Linked DNA regions of Mus musculus: regions 2 and 3 are each linked to region 1. A link is a contact called in public HiChIP or PLAC-seq data. All regions are on one chromosome and are shown on one strand. Each heading gives the region's core, a stretch centred on a gene start, on an enhancer-like site or on the middle of the called end of the contact. The rest is flanking DNA. Distances are from core to core; before and after follow the strand shown. Region 1 holds the start of BC051537 (cDNA sequence BC051537). Region 2 holds the start of Vars (valyl-tRNA synthetase). Region 3 holds the start of Ppt2 (palmitoyl-protein thioesterase 2).

The links. HiChIP or PLAC-seq counts read pairs in DNA pulled down with a chosen protein or histone mark.
Region 2: an H3K4me3 HiChIP or PLAC-seq map of embryonic forebrain shows a contact between it and region 1, with 4 times the contacts expected there. The contact joins the promoter of Vars here to the promoter of BC051537 in region 1. A contact is called at or near these places in 2 of 39 promoter capture datasets (cranial neural crest and liver) and 1 of 115 datasets of contacts at active chromatin or transcription factors (embryonic forebrain).
Region 3: an H3K27ac HiChIP or PLAC-seq map of embryonic stem cells shows a contact between it and region 1, with 4 times the contacts expected there. The contact joins the promoter of Ppt2 here to the promoter of BC051537 in region 1. A contact is called at or near these places in 2 of 39 promoter capture datasets (the HPC-7 cell line and liver) and 2 of 115 datasets of contacts at active chromatin or transcription factors (embryonic stem cells and pancreatic cancer cells).

The regions. Positions count from the first base shown.
Region 1 is chr17:34,093,350-34,097,877 of GRCm38.p6, reverse strand. It overlaps BC051537 (cDNA sequence BC051537), which reads left to right and starts at 2,569. Exons shown (of 5, transcript NR_046183.1): 1 at 2,569-2,609; 2 at 2,765-2,894. It overlaps H2-Oa (histocompatibility 2, O region alpha locus), which reads right to left. Exons shown (of 5, transcript NM_008206.2): 2 at 3,797-4,045; 3 at 3,289-3,570; 4 at 3,060-3,195; 5 at 2,644-2,875. The coding sequence ends at 2,872.
Region 2 is chr17:34,998,640-35,003,167 of GRCm38.p6, reverse strand. Vars (valyl-tRNA synthetase) reads right to left here and starts at 2,261. Exons shown (of 30, transcript NM_011690.3): 1 at 1,936-2,261; 2 at 1,338-1,756. The coding sequence starts at 1,724. D17H6S56E-5 (DNA segment, Chr 17, human D6S56E 5) reads left to right here and starts at 2,422. Exons shown (of 2, transcript NM_033075.3): 1 at 2,422-3,001; 2 at 3,699-4,528. The coding sequence starts at 2,995.
Region 3 is chr17:34,625,422-34,629,949 of GRCm38.p6, reverse strand. It overlaps Ppt2 (palmitoyl-protein thioesterase 2), which reads left to right and starts at 2,515. Exons shown (of 9, transcript NM_001302396.1): 1 at 2,515-2,625; 2 at 2,955-3,145; 3 at 3,338-3,491; 4 at 4,019-4,114; 5 at 4,206-4,313. The coding sequence starts at 2,963. Prrt1 (proline-rich transmembrane protein 1) reads right to left here and starts at 386. Exons shown (of 4, transcript NM_030890.2): 1 at 246-386. The coding sequence starts at 264.

The sequences.
Region 1 (4,528 bases), core at 1,320-3,819:
TTGGTGGCCCGCGCCTTTAATCCCAGCACTTGGGAGGCAGAGGCAGGCGGATTTCTGAGTTCGAGGTCAGCCTGGTCTACAAAGTGAGTTCCAGGACAGCCAGGGCTATACAGAGAAACCCTGTTTAAAAAAAAAACAAAAAAACAAAAAAAAAAACAAGGCACCAAACCATAGAAGAGAGGTGACAGGGAACAAGAAACGAGAGATCTGGCAGAGCAGACAGGTGCATCCTAACAAGATGCAGAGGGAGGTGACAGCCGAGTCACCAAGGACTAATTAGTAAGAACAGAGAAAGTTCTGGGAGGACACACGATGTGTGTCAGAATTTTGATTGGCTAGGAACAAATACAACCAAAGTCAAGCAAAAAGAAAGTGAACTAAGCCCCCAGGGAGAACAGGACGTCATCTAGGGACGGAGAGCTGCCAGCTGGTTCCATGGTTCACCCTGTGTGGTCAACCCTTGGCCAATCAGTCTTGAACAAAATTGTTGAAAGTGAGTGTGGTGTTGGAAGGGGGCGTGTGTGATCCTCACCATGGAAAAAGCAAAGCAGAACCCCAGCTCCTCTTCAGAAACCCAGCTCCTCCTCTGCCACAGTGGCAGGAGAAAAAGGAAAACTTAAAGACCAACATTGAGATATGCCTCTGATCCCAGTGGAGACTGACGGGTCCCTGGGAGTTCGAGGCCAGCCTAGCCTAAATAGCAAGTTCCAGAACAACCAGGCTTCATACTAGGGCCCAGTTTGAAAACAAAAACAAATCTATCAAGATGTAGCAATCCATCCCGTGTGGTGTGGATGAGAGGTTATTGTTAACTGCTGTAGTCCTCTTTCCACTAACAAAATGTTTTTTTTTTTTTTTAACCTTTAAAAGATTTATTTAGTACGTGGTTCTGGAGAGTCAAGAGCACGATGCCAGGCTCTGGGGAGGACCTGAAGTATGGGGATACCCCCATGGAAGGAGGATGTGGCAGGAGGAGAGGGCATTGCCAGACAGGAAGCCACAGGGCAGTTGGGGATCAGGCTGTCTCTTACAACTAGCTAACCAGAGCTGCCTTAATCCCTCCCCAGGGCAATGTCCCCAGTGACCTCAGAACCTCCCCTTGACCTCATATCTTAAAGGTCCCTGAACCCCAACATCACCAGCACTGATGATCAAGCTGCCAACACCATAAATGTGGGAGGGAGCAATCCACGATGAATCACACTTCAGGGTCTGTTAGGACAGTTGAAAGCAATTGTCCTTGAGGGTGAGGCCAAGGTAAGGGAAGGGCTTGGTCATGGGTCCTGTAGAGCTCTTTTGACTCTTAGGCTATTCATGGAGGGATCTGAGGAGGCCAGCATGGAAATCTCAGGGAAACTGATTGGATACTGGAGGGTTGGCTGGAGGGTAGAGGGGGAGGTTTGCTGTCATTACGCGAGAGAGGTGACCTGATTGTTATCTGTAGGAAAGCACAGATTGTTATCTGTAGGAAAGTAGGATGGGGAGGGTTGGAACCCTAAGGAGAAGCAGTCTCTGATGGCTGGGTAGCTAAGTGTGAATGCATGACAAGTTGGGCAAGGGTAGTGGCAAACTGTGATATCTACCAAGAGCTGGGCTGTCCTTACTGAACCTAACCCCTCGCCTCAGGTAGCAGCTCAGTGGTTGTGCGATCTTATCCCCTGCTCTGAATACATCGGACCGGCATGGATGCCCACCCAGCTTTAGCTAGCTGTTCTGTTCGGTTTTTCCAAGGATTTGAAAGTGTGACTGGGAGACAGTCCCCGGGGGCGTGGTGTGCATCAACAGATGCAATAGGAGCTCAAGAGCTGGGAGAGATCAGCCAGGGAAGTCAGTGCGCGGAGGACTGCAGCTAATATGCAGGCCCTGCGGCCCAGCAAGAAGATGAGCTGGGTTCTTCTGCCTTGCTCCGAATGTGTTCCCAGGAGACAAGACCAACCCCCACCCCCCCCCCAGGTTGTATGTACCACCCCGAGCCTTTATGGTAGTAGTGTGTCCTTGGTGTACCAGGAAGACGTTGCCGTTGCTGGCAAACAAAGCCTTTGACACCTTTTCCCAGACCCAACATTTTGTGGTTGGCTTCTACCAGTTTTACTCTCTCCCAGGAAGTCCGAGAAGTCTTTGCCAGCCAGTTCTTTCCCAGGACCAAACTTACAGGTCACACCACCGTTTTGGCTCTACTTATCTTAATTAACTTTGATGCATTGAAAAACAACAAACCCAGTTTCTTCAGAAAGCAGTTTTGGTCCAACTCAGACCTCAGGGTTCTCCTGCCAGTGCCTAATGTGATCCACACCACTGAAGGAAGTGGCCATGCTGCGTCTTAGGCAGCTGTCTGTCAGTCACAGGATGCCAGGAAATGTCCAAAAGAGAGGTGGTGTTCAAGTAGGAGCAGAGTCCCTGTGAGACTTCCTCCCTGCTGCCCTACAAAAGCCCTTGATTGGGGGAGTTGCAATAATTGGATACTCTGTGCCCATTTCCTTGAAGCCTGAATCGTACCACACTATGGGTCAACAAGGCACAGGTGAGATGGCATAAAAACATTTACTAATGTGGCCCCGCTGGGTGGTCACCACCCAGAACTCCTCTTGATGCTCAGGCGTCCCTGACCTGTAAGTACTGACCCCGTGAAAAGGACACACGCAAGGACTCTTAAGAGAATTTAGTGCGGCTGCCAGAGCTGTGGATGGCACTGGAGCTGTGAGTGAAATGGGGTACCAGGGCAGGAGACTGCGCCCACAATGTTCTCCTGGGATTTGGTGAACAGAGGTTGATGCCACTCGAGGTCAACACTGTCACAGGCTGCCGCTGAGCACGCAGAAGCTTCCAGAAGTCCGCCAGGAATCATCTCTCAAGGGTTTCTCAGAAGAGAAGTTACCTAAAGTCGCGAAACCCAGGTGACCGAAGCCATTCACATTCGCACACCCACTTCTCCAAATTCCCGCTTTTCTAGCTCCTCCCCCTTCCTCTGTCTCCTCCACCCCCAACCCCCACCCCCGGCGTCCCCCATCTACTCTCCACGCCTTCCTCCCTTTGCCCACAGACTCCCGGGGCTTCTGCACCTGCGGATACTGGGCCTGCGTGTGCCTGTGATCATGAGCACGGTGCCCAGGAGGCAGCCCATAAGGCCGAGAACCAGGCCCAGGCCACAGATCAGGGTCTCTATGGTGTCCGGTGGTGGGGTAAGCACTTGGGGCTCTAAGGAAAGAAAGCAAGGGTCAGAGGACACAGGAAGGGATCTGGAGTAGTGGAGACACAGACGTGAACAGGCTGGGGCAGGGTGCTCCCTACCCCAGTGCTGGAGGAGCGGTGTATCCAGGCCCCAGTGTTCCACCTTGCAGTCGTACACATCCTCCGCAGAGGGCACGAAGGTCAGGTAGTGGAACTTCCGGAACCTGTGGTTAGGCTGAGAGTAGAAGCTGGTCTGGGCCACTCCCTTAGTGATGGGCTGGCTGTTGCGCAGCCAGGTGACATTGATCACAGGCGGGAAGATATCATCCACGATGCAGATGAGGACGTTGGGCTTTCCGAGCTCCACACGAGTCTTGGGGAGAACGGTCACTCTGGGAGGCACTAGGAGGAATGAGAACCTAAATCCCAAAGTCCCGTCCCTCACAGCTCTTGGTCTTACTAGAGCCGAGATTAAGGGATACTTCCTCCCGTGTGGCCACCTGCAGAAACGTTCTGGGATCTTCCTGGGGCAGGAGGGGAGGGGAGGGCAGGATTCTGAAGAGGGGTTGGGGATTCTGTCCATCACCTTCCCTGCCTAGTTAGGTGGGGTGGAGGGAGGGCCAGGTACCGCTGACAGCTCTGGTTCGGTTGGAGCGTTCCACCAAGATGTCCAGATGAGCTTTGATCATGGAAATGCTCATCAGCCCACTCTGAAAGTCCGAGTGGGCGAAGTCTCCAAACTCAGGCAGACGCCACACGACCTCCTCGTTCTTCAGATCCACGGAGAAAATTTGTTCCCCGTCAAATTCGTGTGTGAACTGTCCAGAAGCGTCGTAAGATTGGTAGAAGGCCGGTCCATAGGAGCCCATGTGGTCGGCTGTATTGGGTGAGGGAAGGATGGGAGCTGAGAGAAGCATGTCTCAGCTTCTGAGTCTCAGCCTGGTCTCATCCTGGGCTGTGGGGTGAGGACAGCCCTGCAAAGCCATAGCAGCCCCTTGAAAAGTTCCAGAGACACGAAAGGGGGAGGGCAGAGGGGGCGTGGCCACTGCATGCATGGGTGGAGCTGACAAAGCAGGCTGGGAAAAGGAGAGACAGCCCACAGGAGATGGTGTCAGGTTTCCAGGCCTCCATCATCTGCTGTAGCTGTAGAGGCAGCCACCCTGTCAGACCTTGTGTGTAAGATGGTAAATTTGGGGCGAGGAGGAAATGGTTAAGGGGAAGCACTGAAGGGAGCTTTTGGGAAAGAAAGCTAGCATAGGAGTGGGTGAGGGACAGTGACAGACAGGAGCATGATGTAATAATATCCATGATCCAGAGACCAGGGTGAGGAAAAGGGCCGCTTTCCACAAGCCAGGCATGA
Region 2 (4,528 bases), core at 1,012-3,511, 910 kb before region 1:
GCCACTAGGCACACAAGTGTACACACACACACACACACACACACACAAGCAAAACACTTATACACATAAAATAAAAATCGAATACACACAAGTATTTTGTGTGTGTGATTTATCCAACAAGTTATCACTAAACACTTAAGTTTATGAGTCCAAGGAAACATATCAGGCTCTAAAGTTAAAGGATTATATGAAACAAGACTGCCAGGTCTGGGCATCAATAGATTTCACCCAGGAAAACCACAAATGAGCGCAGGTCTGAAGTACTACCCCGCAGGAATGAGGCTCTCTGTTAGTCCATCCAGATATGAAGAAGCCAGTCACCATCTGCACTGTTCCTTCATTCCCCCACTGAAGTGACACTAGGCAGCCACCATGCACTCCCTACCCTGCAGGGGCAGAGCTTTCAGTTAAGGCAGACACAGGTCTACCCTGGAAGGACTCACAGAAACAATCTGGTGTGTCATCTGTCCTCTCCCTGCCTCTCCTTCAACTTCAAGCCTCCTCTGACTCCTCCCAGCAACTGTCATCTCTCCCCAGTCTTCCCTACAGTTCAACATAAAACCGCTCACATCCTGCATCCCTGTCACACTTGCCAACCAGGGCCTTGTCAACCTCACCTAAGCCAGTGGCCCGTGCGAAGTGGGAAACTCAATTGGGAAAATGTCCCCACCAGACTGGCCTGTGGGTAAGCGTGTGGGGACGTTTTCTTAACTAATGATTATGTGGAGGGCCAGTCCATTGTAGGGGATACCACCCCTGGCAAAGCAGCCCTGGACGGTATAAAAGAGCAGGCTGAACAAGCTGTGGAAAGTGAGCCAGAAAGTATCGGTCCTGCACGGCCTCTTTTTGTTTCTGCTTCCAGTCACTGGTCTGACTTCCTTCAGTGATGGAGAGCTGTAACCTGAAACAATTCCTTTCTTTCCCAAGGCGCTTTTGGTCATGTTGTTTTAAACATGGCAACAGAAACCCAAAGACAGACTTGGGAATGCTTGGCACACCAGTGCGTTCGTTCCGAGCCATTCAGTTAGAGCGAGACCTAATTTAAAGACACACACACACACACACACACACACACACACACACTCCAAACGTAGTGAAAACAGCAAAACCACGCTCCACTCCCGGGCGCTCATGTATCACACCCCCGGAGGAAGGAAGAGATTTCATCATCTTGCATTCTCAGACATAGAAGACCAAGGCTCGAGAAAAAGTGTTCCCAAAGTTACTACACCAGGTGGCAGGCAGAGATGCGACCGCCTGACAACCGACTTTTTTCGTGGGATTCTTCCCAATCCTGTTTGTGTAGTCAGAATTTCTCCCTTTTTCTTCCCTCTCACCTGGGGATCCTGACCAGGACCTCGAAGTCCCAGGGCAGGCAGGGTCGCCCCGCAGGCAGCGGGTATGAGCTCCGTGTCAGCATAACTGACCCACTGCTGGACCAGGACAGCTGCCCGGCTGCCCCCGGGTCCCCCCAGGCCTGCAGGCCACAACAGCTGAGCTACAGCCGGGGCCCCCCACACCCACAGGCCGCCAGGTCCCTGCTCCAGGGCGGGCAGGCGAGGCGGAGGGAATGGAGTCCGGCTGCTCGGGGGAGGCTGCAAGCAGATGCGGGGGTGAGGGCCTCCCCACCCGGGACCGTCACCAGCTTCCCCGTATCGGGCAGCGATGAGGGCTCGGAGGCTGGGGAAGGCGTCGGGGTGAGGAGAGACGTAGAGGATGGACATGGCTGTGCAGGGTCCGAACGCGGTGCAGTGACCTGAGGAGAGACCCGGCAGATTGAGGAGGGGACCTGAGCACGTGCTGCAAGGTACGCAGGCGCCCGGCCGGACCCTAGGCCTGGCCGAGCAGCCGCCAGCAGCGCCTAGAGGAGGAGGCGGGACCCCGATCGCCCGCCCCCTCGGGTTGGAGAGGGGAGGCCGCGCCGCGTGTACGTACTGAAGGCGGCGATCACACTCGGCCGGCTACGGCCGCGGCCCCACAGGGCGGCCGGGGTGGAGGTGGCGGGCAGCGGAGGCAGCTCTCCCGCTGCGGGAGAACGCGGCCGGGACAGCGGCACCCACGTGTCCCCCCCTTTGTGACAGCGCACGTTTCCGGACTCGGGTCCTCGCAGGGCTGCCGGGCCCCGCCTGTGCGTGCGCGATCCCGAGGGTCCGTGCGCGGCCCACCGCTGCCGGACGGGTCAAGCAGGGGCCAGAGTGGCTCGTGCAGCACGGAGACGGGAACCCGCGTGCCGGGACGAGCCTGGGTCTGGGTCAGGCGCCGCCGCGGGCAGCCCGTGGCCCTCGGGTCAGGCGCCGCCGCGGGCAGCCCGGGGTCTTCGTGTCTAGAGCGCGGGAAAACGAAAGCCCTAGTGTCTGGAGTGCGTGCTTGGTCCCAGGTTTCCGCCTTTTGCAGGGCGAGCTGCAGAATCTCGGGCTGCTCCAAGTGAAAGACCCCACCATAAGGCTTAGCAAGTTAGCTGCAGTAACGCCATTTTGCAAGGCATGATAAAGTACCAGAGCTGAGTTCTCAAAAGTTACAAGGAAGTTTAGTTAAAGAATAAGGCTGAATAATACCGGGACAGGGGCCAAACAGGATATCTGTGGTCAAGCACCTGGGCCCCGGCTCAGGGCCAAGAACAGATGGTACTCAGATAAAGCGAAACCAGCAACAGTTTCTGGAAAGTCCCACCTCAGTTTCAGGTTCCCCAAATGACCGGGAAATACCCCAAGCCTTATTTAAACTAACCAATCAGCTCGCTTCTCGCTTCTGTACCCGCGCTTTTTGCCCCCCAGCCCTAGCCCTATAAGAAGGGTAAGTACTCCACACTCGGCGCGCCAGTCATCCGATAGACTGAGTCGCCCGGGTACCCGTGTTCCCAATAAAGCCTTTTGCTGTTGCATCCGAATCGTGGCCTCGCTGATCCTTGGGAGGGTCTCCTCAGAGTGATTGACTACCCAGCTTGGGGGTCTTTCACAAGCAGTGCCTGGCTGCTGGGAGCTGTTGCTGTAGGGAATGAAAGGTTGGTAATTCCCTGGCGTTGGTAAATGCACCGTGCGTTCCGCGTCTCTTGCTTGTATTTATCTTATGCTTTTAGAAAGCGTACTGATGGGGTGTGCTCAAGGCCATGTCAGGCTTTTGGTAACGGAGTGCACCGCCAGTTCGCGGAAGATCCTCGGATCTAACCCAGGTAAAACAGGAAAGGGGCTCTAGGTGCTGAGCGCTCACTGCCTGACATGGAGTCACGTGAAGGAAGGGCAGGGGACCCAAAGGCAGAAGCACTCCAGCTGGTCTACTAAAGCTCAAACCTAGAGGGAAAACATAAGTTCGCAGTGCTTTTGAGAGGCCACTGCTAGCCTGGCAGTGGTGGCGCATGCCTTTAATCCCAGCACTTATGAGTGTGAGGCAGAGGCAGGCGGATTTCTTGAGTTCGAGGACAGCCAGAGCTACACAGAGAAACCCTGTCTCGAAAAACCAAGAAAAAAAGAAGAAGAAAAGAAAGGGGGGTTGGGGGAGAAAGGCCTGTTGGGATAATCTCTTGTGTACTGTGTAAAGTTGTCTTTGTATTATTCAAAAGTACACGGAGAGAGAAATCAGGCAGAAAAACTTCATGCCAGCTGTAGACAAGAGTGCTTACAGGTCCTTTACAAGGTACAGAAATGGATTGGGCCAAACATGGCAGATCTATGCAACACCTAACCACCATTGTTTCCAACCAGGTGATGAAGTCTCGATCACTAGACGGGAGATGCTGCCAAGTGCCCCAGACGGGATCAAGACTCCAATGACAACCATAAGATTCCCTAAAGCTAAGACACTGCAGATCTTGACTCTGCTGATTTCTATAGGTGTGGTCCAAACTAGTCCTATGCCCCATGAACCCCATAACCTTACTTGGGTTATAACTAACACTGCTACGGGGACTGTAATTAACTCGACCTCCCACCTCGCCCCCATTGGAACTTGGTTTCCTGATCTTGTTTTTGATTTGTGTGCACTAGCGGATGGGACCTGGGATCCCCTGGGCCTTGTATGGGGGTGTCAACATCCAGCTCAACACAGTGAACTTCGGAGAACCCCCTTCTATGTCTGCCCTGGAGAGGGGAGGTCTCCACAGCAGACGGCTACCTGTGGAGGACCAGAGTCATACTTCTGTGCATATTGGGGTTGTGAGTCGACTGGGTCCATCTCCTGGACGCCACCGATAAAAGATGACCTCATCAAGGTCCAAAGGAGCCCTGGATCGGAATCCCAAGGATGGGGGTATGGATTGCAGCCCAAGCTGGATGCAAATGATCTTGGTGGGCCATGTTCCTCCAACTGTAACCCCATTACAGTTCAGTTCACCCCCAAGGGAAAAGAAAGCGTAGGATGGGAAAAGGGAAAGACATGGGGACTAAGACTGTATGTGTCTGGATATGACTATGGAGTAATGTTTACGATCCAACTCTCTGCCCGACAGGGCATGCCTTTAGGCCCCAATCCAGCCCTGCCCCCTGTTGGACTCACGGTGACTCAATCACAAATCACAGTCCCCATTTCTCAGGAA
Region 3 (4,528 bases), core at 1,266-3,765, 530 kb before region 1:
AACTGCACCCCCCCCCCATGTTGTTGACAAGGGACCAAGGGACAGAGGCAGACTGACCCGAAGGAAGAGAAGGATGGGATATAGAAAGGGGAGGGGGTGGGGTATGCATGGAGAGAAGGAATGGAACTGAGCCACACAACATCCCAGAGGGGGTCAAAGAAGGGGATTAGGGCAAGTGGAGGTTAGGTAGGAGATGACAGAGGGGGTTGGGGGAGGGATATATATATATATAGTTTTTTTTTTACCTGACTTTTCTGACGACATGTTTGCAATCGTTGGGACAGGGTCTCTGAAGCTGGAGTCAGGGCCCCCTGACTGCTGGCGCAGGAGTCTTAGTGTCTCAGTCCGGGATGGCGCAGCGGCGGTAGCAGCAGCAGCGCGGAAATGGAGAGATGAAGACAGTGTGTGTTGGGGGGGGGGGGTGGCTGGGGGGGAGCTTAAAGGGACCGAGGCAGGGATGGGGGAGAGCTTCAGAAGTCTCCCCCCGAAAAACTCGGTTTCTCTCTGCTTCTGGACCACCTCTTTCCTCCTCTCACCCTGGCAGTCAAGCCCCCAGTTTAGCTCCCTTGGAGTTGTCATGGAAACCGGGAGGCAAGACCAGGCAAGGCGGGTGGGACTAAGAGAAGGAGGGAGGGAGGGAGAAATCTCTAGAGCCTCTCCCGCAAAGACTCGCTGTAGTGATTATATTGTGAGAAGAAGCCAGCTCAATGGATTTACCACACTTATCTCCAGACCCCGTTCAAGCAGTCCCTGCTCATCCATGGGGTTGCTCCCTCAGTTTCCCTCAGAACATCCTGCAAGATAGTTCTAGGTTTCTCCAGGTGTGAGACAGAACTGTACAAAGAGTGGAACCAAGAGGTTCAGACCCCCCCTCCCCCATATACAGCCTGACAATAGAGGTAAGATGCTGACTGTGGCTAAAGAAAAGGAGAAAAAGAAAGCGCCTGTGGGGGTACACAGGTACCTTCTTTCTCTAGGGTTATAAGAAGCTGAAATGCTTCATCAGAGGGAAGCAAGCTCTAATTGCTTGTTTGTGACAGGCAGGTTTGGAAAAGCGTGCTTGTTGGGGGCTGAAGAGTTCTTGGTCCAGTCAGCAGTCACAACCTCTCCTTAAAGCACTCCCTCTCTCCCCCCTCCTCCTGCCCCAAGACGCAGATCCACCCCCGGAGTCAACCCAAGACACAGCGGTGACTTCCACTCTTTTTATTTGCTTTTTGTGTCTTGTAAGGGCGTGGGTGGGGAGGTGGGGTAAGGATAGGCCCTCTACAGAGGTTACACCAGTTGAGCCTTTTTTGCAGAAACCTAGCAGGAGAATCAGAAACACCCCTTTAGGATTTTCCAACTCTCTCCAGAGACAGTTGCTCTAGGACAAAGCCCCTCTGGTGGCGTCCTGGAGAGCAGTCTCCAAAGCCCTGGCTTGAGCCCGTTCCAGGTCTGAGAAATTTTTACCCACGGCCTCATACCGGTGGTTCTGGTTTTTCAACCGTGCATGGATCAGAGGGAACCTTGGACCCATCCCTCCCACACCATCTTCAATACACGCTTCTGGTTTTATTAAGTTCAGATTAAACAAAGTCCCTGAGTACAGGCCTTGAAGCTCAGAAACCCTGCAAACTTATTTAATTGCTAAGTAAAAGCACTGACGGATAAAGGCTATTCCCTGGCACTCCGGCGCGCCGTAGGGGTCACGGGTAGGCCGAGTGGTGCCAGCGCCCGCAGCGGGGAGGAAGTCTGCCTGCACTGGCAGGGTTTGTGTCGCCAGCAGCCCGCAGGGATCTGAGGAGCAGTTTGTCGGGGTCGCTCAGGATTGAAAGACTGGTGGAAATCCTGTGGTGAGTCCTTGAAGCCCACGGGGCCCCACGCCCATATAAGGTGGGTCCGGGAGGGTGGGTCGTGAATGCGGAGATAAAAGTAGGGCCAGAGAAACTGGGTCAGGCTGCACTTCACTTGAGGGGCCTGGAGGACTCTCGGCGTCTCCGGAGACAAGGGCACAACACGCACTTCAAAGTGAAGAGTTGTAAGGCGCTGATCCGGAGCGGGAGGGCAGGCAGGAGTGGGAAGAGGGGCTCTTCAGCTGTGATCGGCCTGGCACTCTGGCCTAACACAAGCCTGGCGTCCAGCGATAGAAGCGGGAGTCGCCTTTCGTCAGTCCTAACCTCCCCCCTCGCACGTTTTCTTGGGCTCTGCTACGAAGCCAGACAGCCTGGATTGGAAAGTGGGCCGCATTAAGGAGGGGAAGTTGCACCCCTGGGTGGCTGGATGCAGCTGAAGCCTAGGAATGCCTTCTTTAGAAACCCAGTATTATCTTTTTCTGCTGTTGCCTCTCCCCATCCGGCTAAATGGATCGCTCTGTCTATTTCCTCCCCAGTTCTTTGGGTGCAATGGAATGTTCCATTGCCCCTCCGGTCCGCTGTCCGCGTTGCAGGGGACGCTCGCCCTGTTGCCAGGGAAAGTCCCGGACGTGACGGCTTTGCGCGACCCCGAGCAGCACCCCCCCCCCCCCCCCCGCGCCCCGTCCGTCATCCCACTGCGCGCTCTCCTTGTCCCCCTATCCCCGTATCCGGTGGATTACAGACTAGGTACAAGTAAACAGCTGGCGGAACGAAGCCTCCAGACACAGACCAGGTGGGAGTTTCCACTCTCCGTGTGTCCTGGGCCGCTGTTCCCCGGCCTTTGCAGATCCCAGAGTAGTGAATGGCCGAGGTGATGCTTAAGGGAGATCCTGGGCCTTGGGACAAAGTCCCTTGGGCGCCAAGTTGGGGGCGGGACTTAGGGTGAGCATTGGTGCATGGAGGTGGTAGGTGTTTGTGCCGAGCCATCTGGATGGAGTAAGTTAAAAGTAGCCTTCCCTCATACGGACCAGGAGTAGGAGCGGAGGCCGGAGAGTTGCTTGCTGTGAGTCTGTTGGGAGTGGAGAGGCGTCGTCTCCCTCACGGCCTCTCGTTCCTTCTCAGGTGGGAGCATGCCGGGGCTATGGAGGCAGAGGCTTCCTTCGGCTTGGGCTTTGCTTCTCCTGCCGTTCCTGCCGCTGCTGATGCCCGCAGCCCCCGCAGCCCACCGCGGGTCCTACAAGCCCGTGATCGTGGTGCACGGGCTCTTTGACAGTTCATACAGCTTCCGCCACCTGCTGGACTATATCAATGAGGTCTGTGGGGGATACTGAATGGATATAAAGTGGCTGGGGGAGGAAGCGTGGGCAGATGAAAGACAGCCAGCCCCTCTAGGCTAGTTTTCAGGGTACTGCTCCCCGCACGGGGAGAGCTGAGGGATGGGGGTTCCTGCAAGCACAGTGAATACACTTTGTCCAACCTAGTGCCGCATTGCCCCTTTCCCACAGACACACACCGGGACTGTGGTGACAGTGCTTGATCTCTTCGATGGCAGAGAGAGTTTGCGGCCCCTGTGGGAACAGGTACAAGGGTTCCGAGAGGCTGTGGTCCCCATCATGGAAAAGGCCCCTGAAGGAGTGCACCTCATCTGCTACTCCCAGGGTAAGCAACGCACACTCTTAACTCCCAACCCCCGTCTGAGCTTGACCCTTATCTAAGGCCTACTTTCTGGCGTTTGTGTCCTGAGTGGGAGGGAGGGTTCCTTCTGTGCTCATTGGCCATGGTTCTTAGATTTAAGGAATTACAGAGCAGCTAAAAGCATTTCAGTTGGTCAGAGGCCTAAACTCGCACCATGGCTCCATCATGTGACCTGTGACCCGTGCTGGAATGGAGTGTATCGGAGGCCTGGGATTCTGAGAGACAGGAAGTAAGGATCACTCCAGTGGCTATTCTTAAGACCCTTTCGGAGCTGGAGAGATGGCTCAGCGGTTAAGAGCACTCACTGACTGCTCTTCCAGAGGTCCAGAGTTCAATTCCCAGCAACCATGTGGTGGCTCACAACCATCTGTAATGAGATCTGATGCCCTCTTCTGGTGTGTGTGTCTGAAGACAGGGACAGTGCACTCATATACATGAAATAAATCAATCAACCTAAAAGACCATTTCCAACACTGGTGCTCTGCTTCCAGGGGGCCTGGTGTGCCGTGCTTTGCTGTCTGTCATGGATAACCACAATGTGGACTCTTTCATCTCCCTCTCCTCCCCACAGATGGGCCAGTATGGAGGTGAGTGGGCACTGTGGGTGCCATAGAAGGCAGTATAGTGTGTTCGGGGCACAGAGATTTGATGGCCCTTGGCATGGCGGTTCTCTTTCAGACACGGACTATTTGAAATGGCTCTTCCCCACGTCCATGCGGTCTAACCTCTATCGGGTCTGCTATAGTCCTTGGGGCCAGGAATTTTCCATTTGCAACTACTGGCACGGTGAGTGGGCCTCCGTGGTCGGGGTGCTACGGAGGATGAGGCCTGTTGCTCCCAATCTGACATAACCAAAGCAATCGCTTCCATTTAACACTTATAAAATAGACACTGTTCAGAATGTGGTGTGCAAACCAGCCAGTTGCCTCAAAGAGTGTAGTCTGATGCAAAAATTTAAAAAAAAATGGCTTATTGCCATGGACCACCCCAGTCTGGTATAG